2 separate regions of the Sus scrofa genome follow, and region 2 is linked to region 1. A link is a contact called in public HiChIP or PLAC-seq data. All regions are on one chromosome and are shown on one strand. The core of a region is the stretch at or near the end of the contact, and the rest is flanking DNA. Distances in the headings are between cores, read along the strand shown.

Region 1 (7,490 bases), core at 219-2,718:
TGCCCTCTGCTGGCCAATGTTGGGTGGCTGACAGCTCCCTTGTTCACTGTGAGAAACCACTGGGATCCCATTCACAGAGTCTCAGGCCACAGATGTGAGCGGTCTTGCCTGGCATAAACCAGGACCAGCCATGGACACTAGGTGCATGAAGGGGTTGGAGCCTTGTGGGTCATTGTTGTATGACCTTAATAGTCCTTACAACTTAAAGATCTCTTTCTAGGAGTCAGATTGTAGGAGTATCGGGCCTCAGTGGTTTTCTAGCAATGAGACCATTCTGTCCTCAGGATTCCTGTGGGTGTCCCTTCCCACTGGGACCCAGATGACTGGCCAACTGTGGCTCCATGTTTGGAAGAGGAGAGGGAGGGCCATCCCCTGCCATCTCATGGTGATGTTTGCTTTCCCCTCCCCTTCCTCAGGATTCTGTCCTTCAATAATCTGACCCGGCTGGATGAGGAGAGCCTGGCCGACCTGAGTAGCTTGAGCATTCTGCGCCTCAGCCATAATTCCATCAGTCACATCGCAGAAGGCGCCTTCAGGGGACTCAAAAGCCTCCGTGTCTTGTACGTCTTCATTGTTGGGTTGATGGGAGAATAGAGCAGACCAGCTGCTTCACTAAATTCCTTTCTCGCTGGTATCGAGTCAGAATTGGATCCAGAGCTCACATGTGATGTGTGCAGGGTGTCAAACTTTCATGTAATAGGAACAAGAACTGGTTGAGGAGGAAAAGGTCCCTCATTCCCATCCAGGGTGGTGCCTAAGGTGACGATGACAAAGAGCTCTGGTTACCACGCGCTGGTTCTCGCAGTGCCTTGGCAGTCAATCCTGCTTCCCCTGGCCTCCCACTGCAGACTCCAGGACAGCGGCCGTAGGGCCGTCTTTCCCATTTTGAGCCTTCCTGATGCAACTTCCAACTTTAAGTCCTGAATATGTTTTTACCTGAGCCATGGCAAACACCGAGGCTCCTGTCTAGGGCTGGCATCAGCATTCCTGTAGTGCACCTGAGTCCAGGACACCTGCTTCCAGGAGAGGTGACTGGGGAGTACTGGGTCTCGCCCTAAGCCTTCTCTGGGTCGTTTAACAAAACAGAGGTGGCCGTGTCATTTCCTTCTAAGTTCTCAACGAGGTGGGGAAAGTTGCCAGAAGTTGCTGTGGGGTGCTTTTCTAGGACTTAGAATTTTTTAGTTGTGGGTTTCTGAGAACTTCCAGCCAATAGAGAAAAACCAGCTATTTTAGGGGCGGGGGGGGGGGGCATTTGGATTTGAGCAGACAGTGGCTGCCATGGGTTCTGAGGCCTCCTTCCCAGAAAGAGCGGCCTGTTCGGGAGTGACAGGGCGGAAGGCCTTTGCACTTGCACCTGGCAGAGCGAACGGAGATTGTTAACGCCAGGCCGTCGTTGGGGAGCGTGAAAGAGCCCAGATGCCAGGCTATTCAAGCCGAGGTCAGCCTCCAAGCCCTTGCAGGGCTGCATAACAAGGCTGGAACGTTTAGACTGAGCGGGCCAGAGAAAAGAGAAAATCCTTGGCAGCCACGGTGAGGAGCAAGGGGACAGGCACACAAAGCCGGGTCCGGGCTTTTCAGTATTAAGATGAGAGGGAGGAACCCGCGGCAGGAGGAGTCCCTTCAGAAGCCTTGGAGTCACAGCACTCTGAGATTCCTGCTGTAAAGTGAAGGTCACAGCGAGCAGCATTTCACTCTGCAGGCCATGCTCCCCTCCCTGCTGGAGCTCACAGGAGCCAAGAGCACCATCCCTTTCTGTTCCTGGCCTGCCTCTGCTGCAGGGGCTCAGGAGAGGAGGGCGGAGGAAACCTTGTGGAAAGTTGGAGGGGGCCAACCCAGGGGCCTGGTCACCAGGTGGGGCGTCTCGCCTGGCTCGGTGACCTGCCCTTGGAAGCTGGGGGAGGAAGCTGAGTCATTGGCCTTGTGATTTGTGCTGCTGGAGAAGACTCGGCTCAGAAGTTGGCCCCATGCTCCAGTCCTGGCAAGTGGGTCACAAGGCTGACTCAGCACCCAGATGTCGTCCCTGGCGGGGAGTCAGCACCTGTGCAGGCCCCAGGCAGGGGGAGACGGGGGCTCCAGGCTCCAGACCCACCTGCCAGCCTAGATGTGGCCCAGGGAGGGCCCTAGGCAGGGGCCTCTTTTTTCCTTGTCCCTTTTCTCCGGTGCCTTCTGCATTTTCCTGGTCAAGTTCAGAAAAGGGCCCCTGGGTGGTGTGAAAGCAGGCAGGAACCTTAGGGAACTTTTCGGGTTCCTTCTCAGAGCAGAGGCCAGAAGTCTGCTCTTGGGGCAGAATCAAAAGCATGCTTTCCCATGGGCCATCTGCAGCCCTTCCCTGGGTCTGGCTGAGCCTACTGGGGAGCGGCAGATGCAGCCAGGAAGCTGCTGGTCTGAGACACATGTCAGCTTTGTTGAGTGCCTGAGAAAGCCAGGCTACAGGGCAGGGGGTGCCTGCTGGTCACGCCTCTCAGCACAACTTGACATTATGTCTGGACATCTAGAACGTGTCAAGATGTTTTGAGCTTGCAAGTGACAGACTGGGCAGTGAGCCTTCTGTCCATCTCCTTCCTAGGGAGCTGGACCACAACGAGATTTCGGGCACCATCGAAGACACCAGTGGCGCCTTCACAGGACTGGACAGCCTCAGCAAGCTGTGAGTATCTGGACCCTGGGAGGTCCCTTACAGCCCTGCCGCCACCACCCCCATTCTGGGCTCTCCCACGGCACCACTGGCTCCTTTATCTTCTCTTGTTGTGGAAGAGGCATCCGCACAGGAGAGCAGCCCCCAGGTTCTCTAATGCCTGCGCCTGGACTGCCTACCCATGAGGCGGGGGCCCTGCTTCCAGGAAATGTCAGTCACAGCAGCGACTATCAAGAGTTTTTGCAGAAACCAAAGTCTGGACCCCACAATCCACATGGGAGAAACGAAGGCCTCTTCTTGGCTGTGTCATCCAAAGAACTGGACATGGGGAAGGGGTGAGGGTGACCCCTGCAGCGGCTGGACCTTGCTAATGAAAAGTATCAAGGTTCTAGCTTTCCCTTCTTGTTATCGGAGGTGCTCAGGCCTGCAGGCTCCTTGTAACCCTGGGCGTTGGTTTTTCCGGGGCTGGAGAGCTGGTGTTAGACCTGTTGGATCTTCTCTACTGTTCAGTTCTTAAGTGATGTGAAAAGAGCCCAGTTTGTTCTTTGATCAAAGGAGCCTTGCCCTCTTACCCAATCTCTAGAAGTTTTAAACATCTGAAGCCAAGTAACTCTTGATGGTTTTGAGTCTCAGGTAGTGTTTTTGTTGTCAATTCTGATCTTCAACAGAAACAATCATTACCAAGGGTAATATAGTAGCTGTTTTTTATTCACAGTTTCCGGTGTTTGAGGTTTGTTTTTTTAAGCTCCTGTACTTTGCTAGTTATTCTCTGAGGCATGTGTGTCATATCTAACTGTCTCAGGAGGGCAGGCTGTGTTATGCAATTCTTCTGTAGTTGGGGGCACCAAGGTGAAGGGATTGTGCCCAAGACCACACAGCTGGCCGGTGGCAGGGCCAGGAGTCACCTGTCTGCCTTGAAGCCCATGTTGTAGCTCCCCTGTCCTACCCTTTTCTTTGTCTTACCAGCGCTTTGTGCAGATGCTGCCCAGGAGCATGCAGGAGTTGGGGTGGGAGGTGTTGTTAGTGTTTACTAGCCACTCGAGGGAGGGTTTGTATGAGGACAAGACACAAAATGGTCACTGCTCCGTGTTCCCCAGCCTGTCTTAGTGATGGCAAGCCAGGGAGAGCACGCGTATAAAGTAAATATTTTGAAAGCAGCAGCGGAGGGCGAAGCTCCAGAAAAGCCTCTGATGGGAGGGTCTTGCCATACTATAAAGGTTTCCAATTTGTTTTGAAAAGTGGGGTTTTTCACACCTTTGATGCTCTGGGGCTTCTGAGTGAGCGTAAGCGATTTTGGATCCCTGAGCCTCCTGTCTCTTCTGGAGCATCCTGTGTTCTGATAGTGGGTCACACATACCTGTCAGCCTTCTTTTTCTCCCCTGAGAAAATGCTTCTTTCTCCACCTCCTGAGCCCTTTACCCAGCAAGCTTGGGAAGAGGCAGGACAGCACAGCGAGGTGGGACAGAGGACTGTCATTGACCACAGGAGCTCCACGATCTGATGTGGCGGCTGGGGGCACAGACAGTGGGCACCTGAGCAGCTGTTGAGCACAAGCCTCACTCTTCAGCACCTTGCCTGGCTTCAGTGTAACTGAGGGGGGTCAGGGTGGGGTCCTGTGTGGGGCGTGTCCCTGCTGTGGAATCCGGAGCCGTTTCTTGGGCGTCTTAGCTTCCAGGAGGCTCTTTATTGCCAGGTAAGGGGCAGCAACTCTTGAGGGCAATGGGGCTTCTGGTTTTGCATAAACCAGATCCTACAGTCTATAGCCTGGAGCCTCCTTCCCGGTTGCTTGCTGTCTGTCCCCATCATTTTCTCCTGTGTAAAATCCCAGAAGTCAGCATGGGCGTCTGTGTCCCTCACTTGTGCTGAGCTGCTTGATACGGGCTCTGTGGAAGCATGGGGTGACCCTGACCTCTAAGTGTCCAGTGTCCTTCTGCCGAGCCCCACTTGTCAGGATCTGGGGTCTGGGGGCTCTTGTATGTGTTTCCAAAAAACAGAGAGATACACACAGTTGTGAAATTGGGACAGTAACAACACTTAACATGATTAAATATATGCAGTCACTTAGGTGAAATGGCATTATGATTATTTTGCAAAAGAAACAACCCTTTTTTGGATAAAAAGAACATGATAGGTTGCACATTCCCAGTGGTCCAGCTGGGGTGGGAATGAGAAGTGGGCAGAAATGAAACAGGATTGGCACAAGGATGATGACTAGCTGTGTGACGGGCATGTGGGGCTAATGACACTCTTCTGTGTCTATGATGGTGTATGAAGTTGCCACATTAAAAGCAATAAAGGAAGGCAGATGCTTTCCCTCAAAGCTAGTGAATATCTCCAGTTAAAACCACCGTGTGCTGGGAGTTCCCTGGTGGTCTAGGGGTTAGGACTCAGCACTTTCACCACTGTAGCCCAAGCTCAGTCCCTGGTCTGGAACTGATCCCATATCAAGTTGCTGCATGTGACCAAAACCACTGTGAGCAGCATCTGGAGGCTCTTCGCACCTGTGAAGTGGCTGGCCCTGCAAGGCACTGGGCTTCTGGTTTTGCATGAACCGGCCCATGTCGTACATAGCCCAGAGTAAAGGGAAGAGGTGCCGCTCATGCTCTAGTCTCTGCAGGGCACTGCCTGGACGCCCTGCAGCATGACTGTCAAACTGCGTTGCCCCGTTTGAGTGGCCCGCTGGCAAGTCTCTTGGCCCCTCTAGATGTGGGGGTCTGTTCCCCCTCTTCAGAAGCTGCCAGGCCATGCCGTGGGCTGCTGCAGCTTGGAGTCCCCTGGACCTGGGTGGCACGGCCATGGAAGCACCTGCGGGCTAGAGGCCAGGGGTCTCCCTCCGACGAGAAAGTGGGCTGGCTCCCTGGCCTGTGTTCACTTGGTTGAGGACCTAGGGTCCTCCCTGCCCTGCTCGAGGCCAGACCAGAAGTAAAACGTTTTCCAGGAAAGGAACACCTGAGCCAAGCAGCCTGTTCTGCCCTCACCCTTCCACCCAATGTATATGGTTCTTCATCCTGGGGCTTCCTGGCGAGGTGTTAGTACTCTCACCCACCCACCTGGCCCCCTTCTAGAATGTTTATGGGACACCTGCTGGGGGCCCACAGAGCATCATAGTGTGTACGAGGGAAGGGAGGATTTCTGGGGCACAAGTGAGCTGCAGAGGTGCATTCAGTCACTTGTGTGCACAACTGGATGCAGGTGCCTCGCCATGGTTCCAGCTCTCTGTGGCGTTCCCGGGGGCGGGGGCTGAATGTCACAGTGGTGGCCTGTGACCTGCAGTCTTCAGGGGTGAAGGCTGCCTGGAAGGCCCTTGGCTGGGTCGGTTTGGGATGAGGGAGAAAGTGTGATAGGCTGATTCCCATAGCTGCTGCCTGCTCCAAGTCAGTGGTGTGGAGAATTGTGGGCCCGCTGTCCCTTCTCTGGGAGCCCATGATCAGGTGCCCACTAGCACGTGGGACAGAGTGGCCTCCTCCTGGCCCCCAGGCCTAGCTCCCCTCTCCCTACACAGCGGCTGTTAGCCGAGCCTCAGCCCCCACCCTCAGACCTCTGCTGGGGGAATGTGAGGACCTATTTTAATCCACCAACAGGACAATTCGCCTCCTGCATAATTGAGAATTTGAGAATTTGTTTTATTGCTGTTATCACCATTAGAAGTAACAGCCTGCCCCGTGTTGTAAAAGAGGTCAACGTGACTAATATTTAACGGGTGAAATAAAGCACAGCATTTTTCCTGGATCTCCTTGACGGAAGATTTCACTAAACAATTCAGTACGTTTTACTAGGATCTGGAGCCCACACTGACTTGGCCCGGGGGGATCTGAGTAAGTGAGAGGTTGACAGCGCTCTCAGAAGTGCCAGGCTCCGGTGCCCATGGGCTGGGGCTGGCTGCTCTGGTGAGGGAACCCAGTTAGCACGGCCACTGGGCTTCCAGGTATTGGGGTTTTTTGTTTTAGAATAAAAGCTTTAGACCAACAGCAGTTGTGGAAACTCTTTCAGGATGAGATTATTTCCATGTCCATGCTGACTATCTCTGAGGGAAGGAACAGGCAAAGGGGTCTTTGGCCTTTGTGCTCCTCTACCCTCTGGAGGCTGGTGACAGAGCTGGTGTGGTCAAGGGCAGAGCTCAGAGTTCCTGATGGGACTGCTTCAGCTGAGGACCCAGGAACAAGGAGTCTATCCTGACTCAGGGGGTGGGGCAGCCCTGTGGTCCAGCTGCCTCCTTTGTCACCTGGCGTGGTCTGTGTCCTCTCCATGTGGTCCTGTCTTCCTGGAAGCAGCCTCCTGGTACTGGCCTCCATGGCCCCAGGAGCCCTTTGCAGTTAGGCAGGAGCTCGGGGCACAGGTGGTGAACATTGCCAGGCTGCCCTGCCATCTTTGGTTTTCTTCAGGGCTCATGTTTCTTTCCTCTTTGGGGCGAGAGGTTGATGCTTTCTGGTTTCCTTTGTGAGTCCCCATGTTTGTTTGTTTTTTACTCAGTGAATTTTATTATGTTTATAGTTGTGCAACCATGATAACAACCAATTTTACATGTCCATCCCAAACCCCCAGCCCATCCCTCCCCTTCCAACAGGTCTCCTTTGGAAACCATAAGTTTTTCAAAGTCTGAGTCAGTTTCTTTTCTGCAAAGAAGTTCATTGTAACCCTTTTTTAGATTCCACATATAAGTGATAGCATATGACATTGGTGTCTTATTGTCTAATTTCACTTAGTATGATAATTTCTAGGTCCATCCATGTTGCTGCAAATGCCATTATCTATTTACTTTTAATGGCTGAGTAATGTTCCATGGTGTATATGTACCACGTCTTCTTTATCCACTCCTCTGTTGATGGGCATTTAGGTTGTTTCCATGTGTTGGCTA
Region 2 (7,444 bases), core at 4,944-7,443, 77 kb before region 1:
AATTAGCATTTATTTTAAGTGTGTTTTTCCAGAGGTAATTTTGGTAAGCTATACGTTTAAAGAATGTTTATTGAGCATACACCGTGTACACACTTAATTTGTATGTTCTCAGAATACGTTTTTTCCCCTCTCCCCAGTGGGAGGCACTTAGAAAATTTTTTGTCCTAGATTCCTTTGCCAGAAATGTGTAATTCTGACAAACTCTTGTCTTTCCCCATGTAGCTCTTAATTGGGAGGTTTCTACTCTGCTATTAATTGCTGATTAGAATCCTTTAGTGAACAAACATAATTCTGAATGGGTCTTTTAAAAAGTGATAGTTCAGATACTGTTGGTTAATAGAGGAGTAATTAGCCACTGGTTGTAGTTAAGTCCTGAGTCTGAATTGAGTTAACTATTGTTTACTTTGTAAGGCCTGACCCTCCAGCTGTGGCTACTTGAGGCTGCTTTAAATAGATTTAGAGGCACCCTGAAGAAAATCCCCCCAAAAGCAAAGAACTACCTTCCTGGAACCCTCTGTGCTTGATTTAAACTTCACAGCTTTGAAAAATGCTTTTCTTCAAGTAGCTGCAGAATGGTTTGTCTTGGTTTTGTCAAAGTCTGGAGTTTAATTTCTCCCCAGCCTGTTACTTTGTTGGTTAGTAGACTGTTTGAGAATAGATTTCACACTGGTTACAGCTTAATTAGGAATTCCAATGGGAGTCATCTGCTTTATCAAAGTTTATGGGATGATTTACCTATTCTGTTTGTGAAAATATAATTGTGCATAGATTATGTAGTGTTCATTGGTTTCAAAAGCTGTCCACTATGGTCAGGTTAAACTTACGGATGTAGTAATCTTAATTAAATTTATATGATATTTGATTAGATATCATCTTGCAGTGGATTCTCTGTTCAGGAAGTGGAAGCACACACCCAAGGGTTTAAGAAAAATTTGGGCGGCGGCAGAGGTACTTATAACTGAAAAATTCTGAGTTTAATTTCTATTTCGTAAATCAGGAGAACATCATCCTTGAATCTGATTTCAGCAGTGTAGTACCTGGGTCCAGCACCGTGCATCTTGCCTTCATTTTAGTTTTCAATTAAAAAAAAATTTTTTTTTTCCTGTGATTTCTGTCCTCCACCTGGGCTGGTGTGCGTTTCTGGCATACAAGCTATCAGTGCTTGCACAATTTATAAACAGCCCGAAGAGCTTGTTGCTTCCAGGAAGTTGGTTGTTGATCCCGCAAAGTGATGGATGCAGAAGCTGCAGCTCAAATGGGATGGGGTTTCCTTTCATCGTCTTCACAAGAGAGGAGAGCCAGAAAGTAAACTGAAATGTTTTGTAGTTCTTAAGGTCTACCTCATCCCAAATTCCTCTAAATGTTTTCTCAGATTTGGTGTCTGTGTGGGACTCTTGGCCACGATGGTTTGGCCTTATCTGTGGTTGTGTTTTGGACAAGAGAAGAATCTTCTATGGAGACTTTTTTACATTATTATTATTATTTCACAAGTTCATTTGAAACAGTGCTTTGACTTGATTAAATTATATTGAATTCCAGACTGTCCTAAAAGAGAGACTGACTAAGCTCAAATACTATTGTGTGTGGGAGGAGTGGGATGCGGAGCGGGGTGGGGGGGGGGGTCCTAGGGAACTTTGTTTTTTTTTTTTTTTTGTTTTTTTTTTTTTTTTTGCTATTTCTTTGGGCCGCTCCCGCGGCATATGGAGGTTCCCAGGCTAGGGGTCCAATCGGAGCTGTAGCCACCGGCCTACGCCAGAGCCACAGCAACGCGGGATCCAAGCCACGTCTGCAACTTACACCACAGCTCTCGGCAACGCCGGATCGTTAACCCACTGTGCAAGGGCAGGGACCGAACCCGCAAGCTCATGGTTCCTAGTCGGATTCGTTAACCACTGCGCCACGACGGGAACTCCGGAACTTTCTTATGTATGAAATCTTGGAGCCCAGTACATCTTTCTGGTCAGAAGGGAGCCCACATTTTCATTATGCTTCTTAAAAGTTCTTGAACAAAAGGAATACAAACTATTGACTTAAAAGGAAAAAAATTAGTTATCTTAAAGCTGTGAAGGCAGGAATGTGGATGGATGAGAGAATAGCCCGTGGTTGGGTATCAGGAGGTTTTTGTCCTGAGCTGAGGTTTTGTCCCAGCTCTGCCCCTGCCTGGGAGTGTGACCTTGAACTCATCAGTTAATTTCCTTTCTGTGAAGGAGTGTACGATGGCTAAGGCTGCTCAATTTCAGGTATATAATTCTATCTGAAATGAAACAGAGGGGGAATAACCTTACTACTCACTGGATGGTAAGCATTAGTCACTTAATCTGTATGTTTAGGATAGTAACTTAAAAGTCCCCTTTGCATGTTTGGTGCTTCCGAGTGGGACCTCAGGGGGCTGCCCTGGCAGTAGAGGGAGGCAGGGTGTGCCTGGGGGGCTCTCAGTGAGGGAATTCCTGGGGGCCTTTAGGTATTACTGAAGAGGAGCAAGTACTCCACTGTCTTTCTTTGATGGTTGCCTCTTTTCCACTCTGGCTCAAAGGAAGCTATAGAAGCTGTTGCAGACCTACTTTAGATCTTTGATTTAGCTTTTTAAGATCTTAGGTCCAAAAGGGCAAATAAGTTAAGGGCCTGGTTTTTTCAGAGTCACGGAGCTCTGCCCTGCTAAGGGCTACTACAGCAGCATCTCTCTCAAGTGGGCCTTCCATGCATAGTTCCATTGAGAGAAGTTGTAGCCACTGTGGACAAGCTGCCTTTTACATGACTTGATGGACCCACCTGTAGCAGATTCACTGGTCATTGCCTGAGGAAGGGCAGCCACACACAACCTCATCTGCCTTTTTTGAGCTGGCTCACCATTGACAACGTGCAGGGAACATGGGGGCATCAGAGCAGCTTTTTATTCTCTTAGCAGTGTGCCTTTCAAGGCGGAAACTCAGCAGCTTAATATGTACAGTCCAGAGCTTTGTTTTCTCAAATTTTGAAGTCTTTTTTCACTTTTTTTTTTTGGTCAAGTTCATCCCAAATTACCCATCTGCCTGGGTTTTCATTGCTTCCCTCTTGCTCAAACACTGGTCTTGAAAATTGTGATCCCTCTCATTTGGATTCCTTAAAAGACTTTGCCATGCCAAGGGAGGCTGGGAATTTTGATGTTCCATTTTCTGAATATCCATCTTACCTCCACGTGGAGTTTGTTAGCGCCTTCGGTGGAAATTTTTGGGCTTTTCTCTTCCGATCATGTATGCTTTCATATAGTGGAAACTTGGGATTTTTTTTTTCTCTAGAGCTAATTCTTGGAATCTGGAACCTCGTTTGGAGGTATAGCTAAAATGCAGTGAAGTCGAAGGCACAGTTAGTGATTTGGAACTTCTTGACATGATGTTTAACAGAAATTAGGGACTACTTTTTTATGACTAAAGGAAATAGTCCAAAGAACTAGACCTCTTTTTTTTTTTTTTTTTTTTTTTTCTTTTTTGGCCGCCCCATGGCATATGGAGTGCCCAGGGATCAGATCTGAGCTGCAGTGGCAACCTATGCCACAGCTGTGGCAACATTGGATTCTTAACCCACTGTGCTGGGCTGGGGCTGTGCTTTATCCCTGCACTCCAGAGATGCCGACCATCCCCTTGGGCCACAGTGGGAGCCTCCCCCTCCCTTTTTTTTTTTTTTTAAATAAATATTCTCCCATTAAGACCTAAAGGTAACCTTTTGCCATGTGCTTTCTGAAATCAAAGTAAGCCACATAGCCCTCCCACCCTTCCATGAAAGAACTTCTTTTGTCAATATTAGACCCTCACTGTTGTTCACATGACCTTGTTACCGTGGATTTATTATTTATATTTTGTCCTCTGCAAAAGCTCTCTGGTTAGGTAAGTTTTCACTCATCCCTGTCTTTTTTTCTTTGCCATTTAGACTTCAAGCAGCAGGGAGTTTTCGATTTCATGTACCTGGGAATTCATTGATAAGTATTTGTTTATTGCCCTAGAACTCTTTTTCTTGGGGCTCGGTGCATTTTTTTTTTTTCCCCTGGGCAAAAAGGATCCCATGTTTTCATTGATTCCCAAAGGAGTTTCTGAAATTTAGTCTCCAAGTGTGATTTCTCCTCACTGACCTGTGTAGAGGGCTTAGCAGAAGTGTTTGAGGTTTGGATATAAGGAGTAAAGGGCTGTTTTCTTTGTGCTGATGATCTGTTTTCTCATAAAGAGCCAGCCGATGGGATCAGTTCAGGAGCTCTCTTTGCTTCTTGCAGTATGGACCTTTGGTGAGAAGTCATAGCTTGCAGTTTGTCTGATTTTGGATAACAAAGAGCACTTTGGGGGAGTTCCCCAGTGGATCCGTGTGTTAAGGATCCGGCGTTTTAACTGTGTGGCTATGGTTCCTGCTATGGTGCAGGTTTGATCACTAGCCCAGGAACTTCCGCATGCCGTCTGCGTGGCCCCCCAAAAAAGCATTTTTTGGAGAGAATGTTTGACCTAAAACAAAAATTGTGGATAGGCGCCCTTCCTTTTCCCTTTATCCTTATTTTCTACTCTCGGCTTGAGAACCACTTCAAAGAATCAGATGTGTTGGTGCCAGACGCCATGCAGTTATTGTTAAAAGAATTTGGAAATATAATTGAAAACAAACTTTGCTGAGCAGAGCTGATCTAGGCAAGTTCTTACTTTGAAGGAGAAGGGAATTCCAAGTTTTTGCTCTATTTGGAGCTGATGTCTCTGAACACTTGTTCTGCGAGATGAATCATCTGTGAATTCTACATCTGGGAGTTATATATTGGGAAATGGCATTCTTTTTAAATGCAGAAGGAACACAAAAGCTTAAAGTTACAGTGGAGCTGGAAAATTCTAGTCAGAGTTTTTAAAAAATGAGCATGGAGGTGAAATTGGCAGACTAATTGGACGTGAGACTATGATCCCTAAAATAGACATGACCATCTATGGAAAGCAACAGGATGGCCACACTTATTTGCTGGGACCCCTCCCTTTGTTTGGAGACAGATGACATTTAAACTTTTTTTTTTTTTTTTAAAGTTAACTAATCAGAATCATTCATTAAGGCAAATGTGACTTTAGCATTTATCTTGAACTTTTCAAGTAAATTCAAGTCATGTTAACCCATGAAGAGGCCAGAACAGTGCAGTGTTTCAGGGTCTGCTGGGGAGGTTGATGCTGTGTCCTTGTCCTCTGCAAAGCCACCTTCCTGTCACATGCGTCATGATGATGGTGGTGGTGAGGAGGCAGCCATGCTTTTGGGGGCACAGTAGTAGCAGTGGTGGCTCTGGAACCTAGCTTCCTGGGTGACCTCAGGCAATTTACTTAGCTTCCCTCTGACTCCATTTCCTCTAATGTTACATAAGATAATCCTAGTGCCCACCTCTTTAAGCTTGTTATGAGGACAAAATGGAAATAATTTGTAATTTTAGAAGGCCCAACCTAACAGTAATAGTTTGCATTTTTGCACCAGGGCATAGGGACATGAGCTCATTTAATTATCTAACTCTATGAAATACTTTACTTCTGTCTTAACGCATGAGACCCAGAGTAGTTGAATAACATGCCCAGAGTCTCATACTTGCCAGTTAGAACCCAGACCTGACTCTCCATGACTGTCTCTAGGAAGAATACAGTCAGACCGGTGTTGCCTTCTTTCTTGTTTGTCTTGCCTCCCTTTCAAGTCGGTGAATTCCTTGAGGCCTGGGATTGGCCCTTCACCTCCTTGGGGGTCTGGAGCACCTCACAAGGTTCTAGGTGCTCCATAAATGGTGTCGAGTGTGATCTGGAAGAGCACGTGTCTTTGTTGGCAGGCTGGTGTGTCAGCATCCGTTTTTGGTGTGTGCTTTTGGTGAAGGGGGTGGCAGCTTGTGCATATGTCCTGCCATCTGTTGTTTATTGTTTCTGTGAGGTTGTGGTTTGTGTTCCTGTTCCATGTTTCTTTGGTTTCTGGAGCAACTGCGAATATTATATGCCTGGGGATCAAAAAAAGTAAACTATTTATAAACAGTAAAGTATCCTTGGGTTTGGAAAGTGTTTTTCTCAAATGCGTGTATATTTGGTGGCTTTATTATAATCCCACTGATGTATCGGCAGACAATTTGCAGATTGAGGCACATTTAAAAGATGGGCGAGCCTTGTGTAACTGGCTTACAAACAGCCTTGGTAATAAGGCCCTGGTGTTAACGCTGACCTGAGTGGTGTATTTTTAACTCAAGAACATATAAACAGTTTAGCCAGCCGGTGGAGTTTATATTCTGCCTGAAATCCCTGGCATGCCTTGGGTTGTGTGGCCCTTTGAGCTCTCTGTGGTCCTGGGAGGCTGCTGTGGCCAGCAGTGACCTCCCCTGGCCACGCCCCCTGCCCCCCCCACCCGCCCATCATTTTAAAAAAGGACGACAGCAGAGAGATGGGAATTCATTAGTGATCTGGCCGATGCATTCTGTGTTCAGCGTTTCTTCTTTACTCTTTCTTTGTGTTAGGCAGACCTTAGGGAAGTAGAGAACTTGTTACTTTTGTCTCTTTTGCTCTCCTCCCAACCGAGGGGGGTCTTGGCAGAGTCCCAAATTGTCATCTGTCTCAAAGGGAGGGGTCCCAATAAATAAGTGTGGCAGTCAAATTGCTTTCCATATATGGACTCCTCCTGCCTAACGCTCTAGCCGTCCACCTGCCTCTCTAGCTTCATTATTCCTTCCTCCCTGGCTCCATGTGCCCTGGTCACCACGTGAGACTTTTTCCAGGCTTTTAGAATACTAGCCCGTGTCACATGTCCCTTCCATCTTGTTCCTTCTGCCTGGAAGGGTTTTCTTCCCTCTCTGTGTTGCAGTTTCCAGCTCCTCTCCCTTAAGTATCTCTTCTGGAGCATGTTGCTGACCCTCTCTCAGGAGTGAGAGTGCTGTCTCTGGAACCCCACAGTGCTTGATACAGAAGTTCCAAGTCCTGATTTGATTACTGTCTCACTCCCCCGGGAGACTGTCAGCTCCCTGGAAGGAGGGACTGGCTTCATTTCTGAGCCACCATGACGGTCCCAAGAGTCTAGCACAGAGCCTGAGATGCAGGAAATGCTCAGGACGGATCATTCTCTGTAGTCCTGTAAGCCCTATAGAAATGCCTTTCCCGGGCAAGCGGGGTGAGTTAGGCATCCCAGGTGCTCATCTGTCTATCATTTCCATACCTTGTGTATTTGATAGTTTCCTCCATCCTCCACCGAATATTAGTGCTGAGGAACTGAGAAAGTTCTTGGGAAAGGAAGAAGAAAGACATGGACCATAGAAAGATGACAGACAGGCAACTTCTGTTCCACACAGAGAATTGACTGTCGTTTTAGTCCCTCTGTTGTGGGAGGGCGGCCGATAAACCCCATATCCAAATACTGTTTGTCACACCCCTTTTTGGTTTCCCCTGCATGGGCCCTGCCTCCCTTCCTGGTCTCTGGTGGCTGCCCTTGGCTGGTAGGCCAGGCCCAG

The links. HiChIP or PLAC-seq counts read pairs in DNA pulled down with a chosen protein or histone mark.
Region 2: an H3K27ac HiChIP or PLAC-seq map of skeletal muscle shows a contact between it and region 1. The contact joins two enhancer-like sites. A contact is called at or near these places in 1 of 5 promoter capture datasets (skeletal muscle), 12 of 47 Hi-C or Micro-C datasets (brain, embryonic fibroblasts, fetal skeletal muscle and 7 more) and 1 of 2 datasets of contacts at active chromatin or transcription factors (skeletal muscle).

The regions. Positions count from the first base shown.
Region 1 is chr13:47,928,444-47,935,933 of Sscrofa11.1, reverse strand. LRIG1 (leucine-rich repeats and immunoglobulin-like domains protein 1) reads left to right here. Exons shown (of 20, transcript XM_005669717.3): 9 at 417-560; 10 at 2,567-2,647. Among named protein-coding and RNA genes, the nearest start is that of LRIG1, 95 kb to the left of the region's middle. Within about 2 kb of position 1,468, at least 21 of the 83 cell types and tissues checked have an H3K27ac peak or open chromatin away from gene starts, as enhancers often do. A contact at or near this core is called in omental adipose tissue and skeletal muscle, where this site is marked.
Region 2 is chr13:48,009,885-48,017,328 of Sscrofa11.1, reverse strand. The region is part of intron 1 of LRIG1 (leucine-rich repeats and immunoglobulin-like domains protein 1); the gene reads left to right. Among named protein-coding and RNA genes, the nearest start is that of LRIG1, 14 kb to the left of the region's middle. Within about 2 kb of position 6,193, at least 21 of the 83 cell types and tissues checked have an H3K27ac peak or open chromatin away from gene starts, as enhancers often do. A contact at or near this core is called in omental adipose tissue and skeletal muscle, where this site is marked.